Regions from separate parts of the Mus musculus genome. Here region 2 is linked to region 1. Evidence: chromatin contacts called from public promoter capture Hi-C data. All regions are on one chromosome and are shown on one strand. The core of a region is the stretch at or near the end of the contact, and the rest is flanking DNA. Distances in the headings are between cores, read along the strand shown. Region 1 holds the start of Pbld2 (phenazine biosynthesis-like protein domain containing 2). Region 2 holds the start of Nrbf2 (nuclear receptor binding factor 2).

Region 1 (3,525 bases), core at 12-2,511:
ACTGGCTTCTCCTTCCCCCGCCCCCAGCTCCCCCTGTCTCAACCCTGGAGTCTGCGTCAGCAGCCCCTCGCAGCCCCGCCGGCCCCAGGTAGTCCCTTCGAGAGCACCGGAGGCCCCGGTGGGTGGCCGGGCCCGCCGAGCGCCATTTCCACCCGGAGCGCGTCCCGCTTTCCCGGCTCGCTGAGCTCCCCACCCTCATCCCTACCGGAGAGCTCGGATCTCCCGCCCGCACTCTCTCCTGCCGGACACTTTCCCGTAAGCCGGAGGCGACAAAGTAGCCCGAGCGGGGGAAAGGCGGGAAGGCGACCCGACCGCTACCGGCCCCCAAGATGGCGGCAGCCGAGCGGCGGGGGAGAGCGAGCGAGCGGCCACTCCGCGTTCCCTCACCCGCTCCCGGGCTCTTCGTCCTTCTCCCGACTCCGCTGTCGGCACCGCCGGCCCAACCTACCCCCCCTTCTACTTCAGATACCCTGTGGGGCGTAAGCAACGCCTACACCGACGCTCGCGCGGGTCTGGTCGCGGGCAGGGACGCCTGGCTCGCCCGCTGCTGAGCGCTCGCCACAACGGTTCGGCTCCCTCGCTCCCCTCAACCGTCTCCCGCCGCGCCAACCGCTCTAGGAGCTGCGCAGCCGAGCGACTGCCGAGGGGGGATGGGAGGGGGGCGAGAGAGAGGGAGGGGGCAGGGCCGACTGCCCAGGCCCACCCCCTCTCTGCCGCGCTGCTCTCGCGATACTTGAGTGACAGCGTGGTCTCCCAGGGGGCGGGGCGCAGCGCACCTGCGCACTCGGGACCTGCCCGGTTGCCACCGTGGTGGGCGTGGAGTCGCAGCGAGTGGGCTGTGGCGGACTCCGTTGGCTCCCGCCGACCGACCAACCCTCTGAACCCCGGAGCTCACGTTTGTCCCTCCCCACGGGCCTCTGAGGAGCCGTGGTCACGCGGTTTGCTAAGTTTCTTATCTGCTCCACTGGGAATAGATCCCACAAAGGCCCCCGCGCGGAAGGAGCCACGTGGTTTCTGTCACCCCGCCCCCCAACCCGGGGACGGCTTTGCTGGTCCACCATATTTGCATTATGCAATCAGAAAAAAAGATGAATGTTGCGCCTGCGAAGATACAAAGCGTCTAAACCCAGCAGGATTCCCGTCCTAGCCTGGGGCATCCCCTTTGTTCCCCTGCGTAGGCAGCCTTGGCGCCTTGATTGGTTTCCTACCTGCCAGGTTCGGTTTTTCTCTCCATTAAACCCGGGTGACGGGTCTGTGGTTCACGGCAATAGACTTTATCTAAGTAAGAGTTTGGTATTCCTAAAAATTGTGCTCGCAGGAGACACCTAAAAAAACCGCATGTGGAGGTTCTGTCGTGCTACCAAGATTGCTCCCGACCCGTTTATGGCTTTTTTAAAGTTGTAACACAAATTGCACATGGAAAGGCTGTGGGAAGGTGGAGGGCCACCCTGGTGTTGAGAGACTTGGGAGAGCAAAGCTAATTAAGGTGGGTACGGACAGCAGAGGGCGAAAAGAGGCCGGGCTGGACAGACTAAGGCTGTGAACGTGGATGGGGCTGGGTTGGAATCACCCTTCAGTGTGCATCCAAAGATTTCTTTGTGCTACAAACACTGGGAAGTCCATGTGGAGTGGAGTAGTGGCAGTGTGGAAGGTTGGATTTGATTTACTATGAATTTTTATTTATGTTTATACTAGAGCCAAGAGGCCAATGACTTTCTTGTATGGAAACTTGTATTTCACGGCTTTAATTCATCTTCAAACCTACTTGAAAGTCTTTAGTACTCTACTGATTTTATAGCCCAAAATATCCTTCAGAGAAGGGGGGGGGGGCGCAGTGTGCTTATACTTACAGACAGGAAAATCAAAGTATGTTCTAGAAGCCGTCATAGCTCAGGTTTATTAAGTACTTCCTGAAATGGCATGGTAAGCAGTTCCTTGTCTTTGTTCTTGGGTAGCCAAGGATGTCCTTGAACTCCTGACCCTCTGTGTCTCCATAGCCTTACAAAGTGGTATTTCACAGATGCAGTCCCTAGTCCCACAAGAGTGAAAATAATTACACTTGATAACACTAAACTCTTTTATGTGGTGACAAGTTAGTGGCTTACTGGCCAGACACTTGCTGAAGCTTGGTTATTTTATTGTTACTTTAATCCCCTAAAGTTACCCCACCCCCTCCTTTTAATAGCTGGGGGTTGATTTAGAGCCCAAAGTATGTTCTCTTTTTTAAAAAAGTAACTGGTTTAGCTGGGTAGTGGTGCACACCTTTAATCCCAGCACTCGGGAGGCAGAGGCAGTTGGATCTCTTTGTTGGAGGCCAGCCTGGTCTTCAGAGTGAGTTCCTGGACAGCCAGGGCTACACTGAGAAACACTGCCTCTGGGCGGTGGGGTGGAGGGGGTAACAAACCTAAAGGGAACTGGCTTATTAGCAGTACTCCAAGCTGAACTCTTAGGATGAAACCTTCCCAGGGCCTTTCTTCTATTGGGTTTTAATTACATGGCTCCTTTACCTTTCACTCTTTCAACATGATTGGGTAGGTGGAATTCTGTAATCCCTTTTCCTCTTCCCCTGGAATTCAGTCTGCTTACAGCATGAATGAATTTGGCATTCTTTGCACACACTTTGTGTGGTTATCGGCCACAATCCTCAATTCGTTTTGATGGCTCTAATGTATGACTTTTCAACCAATGCTGACATTTCTTTGGAGGCGTGTCTCTGTCATTTCTTTGGAGGCGTGTCTCTGTCATTTCTTTGTGGTGAGTGCCGGTTACCACTATGAAGATTTAGGTCTTCAAATTAGTACTCCAGGCCTTTTGCCCTTTTGTTACAGCAAGTAGGGAAGTTTTCATTTAAAGAGGCATTTGACCATGGTAAAGGTAATTTGTATTAGCTTCTTAGTTTACTAATTTTCCTTAAAAAAAAAAAAAAAAAAAAAAAAAAAAAGAACCTGCTCCTTCCTCACCCAGTTGAATCCTGTTGTAAAGCTTGGTGTGATTGGACCCTGCTGTTCCGGGGATGCCTACAGAATTGTTTCCAGATTGATCTCTAAGGAATTGTTTCCATGGAGACGGTTACAACTCGGGGCTCCCAGCTGCTTTTTTCACCTCCCCTCTCTTTTTTCCTTGCCCCCTCTCCTTTCCCCACTTCCTCCCCCCCTCTCTCTTTCATGTGCTCTCCTGTTAGAATAGAGGTCAGAGGGACCCTGAAGTCCATCTTTGTTATAGTGTATAAAGAGAAAAGATGAAGCAGGAGAAGGAAATGGAAATGCCCACAGCTCCTGGAGGAAAACAATCCGAGGCTCAGTCACCCTGCGTCACTCCATCAGAATAAAGGGAGTAGGAAAATTCCATGCAGGACCTTCGGGGAAATGAAAGAAATTGAGAGTGCATTCTCTTGGGGGCAGACAGAGCACATTAGCTAAAAAGTAGTCTACCGTCGGTGTTCATAGATCCCTAATGATACTGCAGATCATTCTGCCTGCATGAAAACAAGCCAAGAACAAAACAGTCCACAGCATTGTATTGGAG
Region 2 (3,545 bases), core at 867-3,366, 4.3 Mb after region 1:
GAAATGACATTCCCAAGCTGTCTTGATTTCCACAGAAATGACCCGCGCACAGACACAAGCCCTAGTCTCTAGCACCTCTTTAACAGAAGCTTGCCAATGCTACTCTGCAATGCACTTAAATCATTCAAGTAAACACCCTGTTACCTTTCAATGGTTAGCTAGGCTGAAAATCAGAAATCTTCAAAATCTCAAATGGCTTAAAAATTCAAACTGCCACATTTCTGAAATTTGTCACGTAAATTTTAGGACCGGATAATGGAATTGTGCTAGCCTCCTAATTTACCTATTTAAGACAGCAAACCTCAGCAGGGCCTGGAATCCCAGCATTTAGAAAGCTAAGCTCATGACCAGCCTGGGCGACAGTGAGCTTGGAGCTAGCATGGCTCAAACACACAGTAGCTAAATAAAAGTCCCATTGCCACCAGCTGCCTCCTTTATCCCAGACTGAGGGATTGGTACTCCAACTTCCACTGCCCCAGTTTCAGTGTTCTCATAGGGAACACCGAATACGCTTGTGGAGCAGGTAGCCAGGGTTAGGCTACACCCTGCTGCCAAATCAAGTGAAGCTAACTGGAAGTGAACCAGTGATCGTTCGGCAAGGACACTTGAACTTTGAAGCACTCGGTAAACAGCTGGCTACGACTAATAATATTCCTGTGGAGTTTCCCTGGTGAGCCACCCATACTTCACTACAAACTATAGTTGGCCACACAAATTCTCTTACAAACAAGAGAGGCGCGAGGTTATTTCCCTAGCTCCCCAAAACTCACCAGTGTAGCCTCATTAGCCTGAAGTGTAATCCACTTAGAAACGGACGCAGGGTCTAAATTAGTAACTCTTGGGTAGATTTCTCGGAGCTGCAAACCTGGCGCCAGGGATGGAACCATAGCTTTAGGTGTTCACTCTCCAGCGTTGACGCTCAACACTCCCAAATCTCATTAAGTGACAGGGGCTACGGTCTCACTGGAGCAACTAACTCTTCCAATGTTCCATCCATAACGTACAGTTCTACGTGTCTCTTATCTATTCAGTCCTTTAATCCTCACAACGAACGAGGGTTAAAACAAAAACAAAAAAAAACAATGAAGTGAAAATTTTTGTTCAAGGTCTCTTGAGGCTATTAGGTGACTAAGCCCGAGTTCAAATCCAGGAGTTTGGCTCCAGAAATCCATAGTCTGAAACCACAGACTCTGGCTTCTCTGCACAGCACGGACCAGGCTCTTCCAAGCCGGGAGGGAGGGCAGAGTTCCAAAGGAAGCAATCAATCTTTCCCGGTCCTGCTCTCAATCCCTCCGCATCATCGCAAACCACCTACAGACTTGGGACTTGCAAAGTTTTACTCCGCAACACTAAGGAACCAGACGTCTGCATCTGAATTTCATGAACCTTTTCCCAGGAAACCCGAAGATGTCCTGTGATCACACTTAGAACAGAACTGTGGGAGGTTTGGGGTTTTGTGGGGTTGTTTGGGGCGGTGTGTGTGTGTGTGTTCCTTTTTGCCCCAAACAATAATGACCCGGCCCCCTGTGTGTCTCTCTGTATGTGTTTCTGAGAAAGGCAAACACGTCTGGTACTTTCGTGAGCCTTAAAGCAAAGGCACCGGGCTGCGGGGCGTGGACTGGGGTTCCGATCCAGCTGTTTCAGAGGGGCCTTCGCTAGCCCAGCTGCGAGGGCAGCAGGGAAGAGGGGGTGCGGTGTGCGAGGCGCGGCCCCGACACCCCGACTCTGCCCGCGGCCTGCAGGCGGCGGCTACGTGGCGCTGGGACGCGGTCCCAGCAGGGCAGATGCCACGGGCCCCGAGGGAGAGGCCTGAGCCCCGGGGATCAGGGTCCCCTCCATGAGCTCGCGGCTCCCCCTTCAGTGCCGCTTGACCCCCTCAGCCCGCGTTTCCCCGCAGCCTACCGGTCCCCGACTCAGCCCGCGACCACTCACAAGGTTGAGGGGTCCTTCCATCACTTCCATAAACCCCGGGGTGAGCAGCGGCCCGAGGCGGAGCGGCGGCGCCCGGGCACATGGAGGGGCAGCGAGGGCAGGGAGACGCGGCGGCTGGCAGGAGGCTCCTCGCAGAACCCGGAGCCGGCAGTGAGAGCCCAAGAGCGACAGCCGCGCCACTTCCGCCTCCGACGTCGCGTCGCGGGGGGCCGTCCCGGCGTCGCTGCGCGCGGCGGCGTGACGTCGCCACGCGCCGGCGCGAGGCAGGGGGCGCGGCTGGGGTGAGAGCATGGGGTGGGCGGGGCTAGGGGCGGGGCAGCAGCTAAGTGACAAAAACCGCCCCTCTCCTCGCGAGAGGGAGCTCTGCTAGACTTCGGCGGCGGCTGTCACGTGATGAGCCGGGTCTGGCTAGTTGGTTAATAAGGTCACTCTGCACGCTTGACCTTTCTTCCTTCCCGTAGGCTTTCTCAGGTCCTCTCCTTGTACCTCACCCCTCCTTCTCCGTTTCTGTTCTATCTCCGTTGACTTTTTTTTAAAAAGCAAATTTGAGCCAAGTTAACACCCTGCACTAGATCCGCCTTACAGGAGGTTTCCATATTTTTTGCCTTTTGGCAGAGAGTCTGTGGCCCAGATCTTGTACATGTGGCAGTCTTGTGTCGAGCATATGAGCAGGTGCCACCATACCTCCACTCCACCGAGAGGATTTGACAGAGATAAGTGACCCCAGGGTCACAAACTAATTCTAAAGCAAGAAGGATTATAAGCCACCAAGTATAACCGTTCTTCAACAACTATGTACTAAATCACTGTGCTAAGGTCTTTCTGTTTCCGCACCCACTGGCAAGTAGATATGGTTTATGGAGAAAGGGAGATGGAGAGGAGCTGAGAGAACAACTAACATATTGTGTGAAGGAAACCGGGCTTACCTGGAGGTTTTTTTTTTTTTTTTTTTTTTTTAAAGATTTATTTATTTTTATTATATATAAGTACACTGTAGCTGTCTTTAGACACTCCAGAAGAGGGCGTCAGATCTCATTACGGATGGTTGTGAGCCACCATGTGGTTGCTGGGATTTGAACTTCGGACCTTTGGAAGAGCAGTCGGGTGCTCTTACACACTGAGCCATCTCACCAGCCCCTTACCTGGAGGTTTTACAGTACCAAATTCTGTAATGAAAAAAACTTCAAAGAACCACATGAATGTACCTTTAAGAATTTGTAATATTGGAGGACGTGGAGACGCAGGTTGGGTGTTAAAGGAAACCCACCTGGGGTGTGATTTTTTTTTAAGATTTATTTATTTAATTTATTTTAGTACACAGTCACTGTCTTCAGACAGACCAGAAGAGGGCATCAGATCCCATTAGAGATGGTTGTGAGCCACCATGTGGTTGCTGGGAATTGAACTAAGGACCTCTGGAAGAGCAGTCAGTGCTCTTAACCTCTGAGCCATCTCTCCAGCCCCCTGGGATGTGATTTTTTTTTTTTAATATGAAACCTTAAAAAGCCAGCCGAGGAAAGAGCAGAGGCAATGTACAACATCTGTAAACGGGGAGGAAGAGATGACATATATAACTTAATATGAATAATATATAGCATATATATCTAAAATGA

What was found. Promoter capture Hi-C pulls out the DNA fragments that hold promoters and counts their contacts.
Region 2: a contact with region 1 is called in a promoter capture Hi-C map of cranial neural crest. The contact joins the promoter of Nrbf2 here to the promoter of Pbld2 in region 1.

What each region holds. Positions count from the first base shown.
Region 1 is chr10:63,023,251-63,026,775 of GRCm38.p6, forward strand. It overlaps Pbld2 (phenazine biosynthesis-like protein domain containing 2), which reads left to right and starts at 1,262. Exons shown (of 10, transcript NM_026085.2): 1 at 1,262-1,486. Hnrnph3 (heterogeneous nuclear ribonucleoprotein H3) reads right to left here and starts at 599. Exons shown (of 10, transcript NM_001079824.1): 1 at 470-599.
Region 2 is chr10:67,283,165-67,286,709 of GRCm38.p6, forward strand. It overlaps Nrbf2 (nuclear receptor binding factor 2), which reads right to left and starts at 2,117. Exons shown (of 4, transcript NM_001036293.2): 1 at 1,933-2,117. The coding sequence starts at 1,962. It overlaps Gm46200 (a long non-coding RNA gene), which reads left to right and starts at 2,269. Exons shown (of 3, transcript XR_001779690.1): 1 at 2,269-2,356.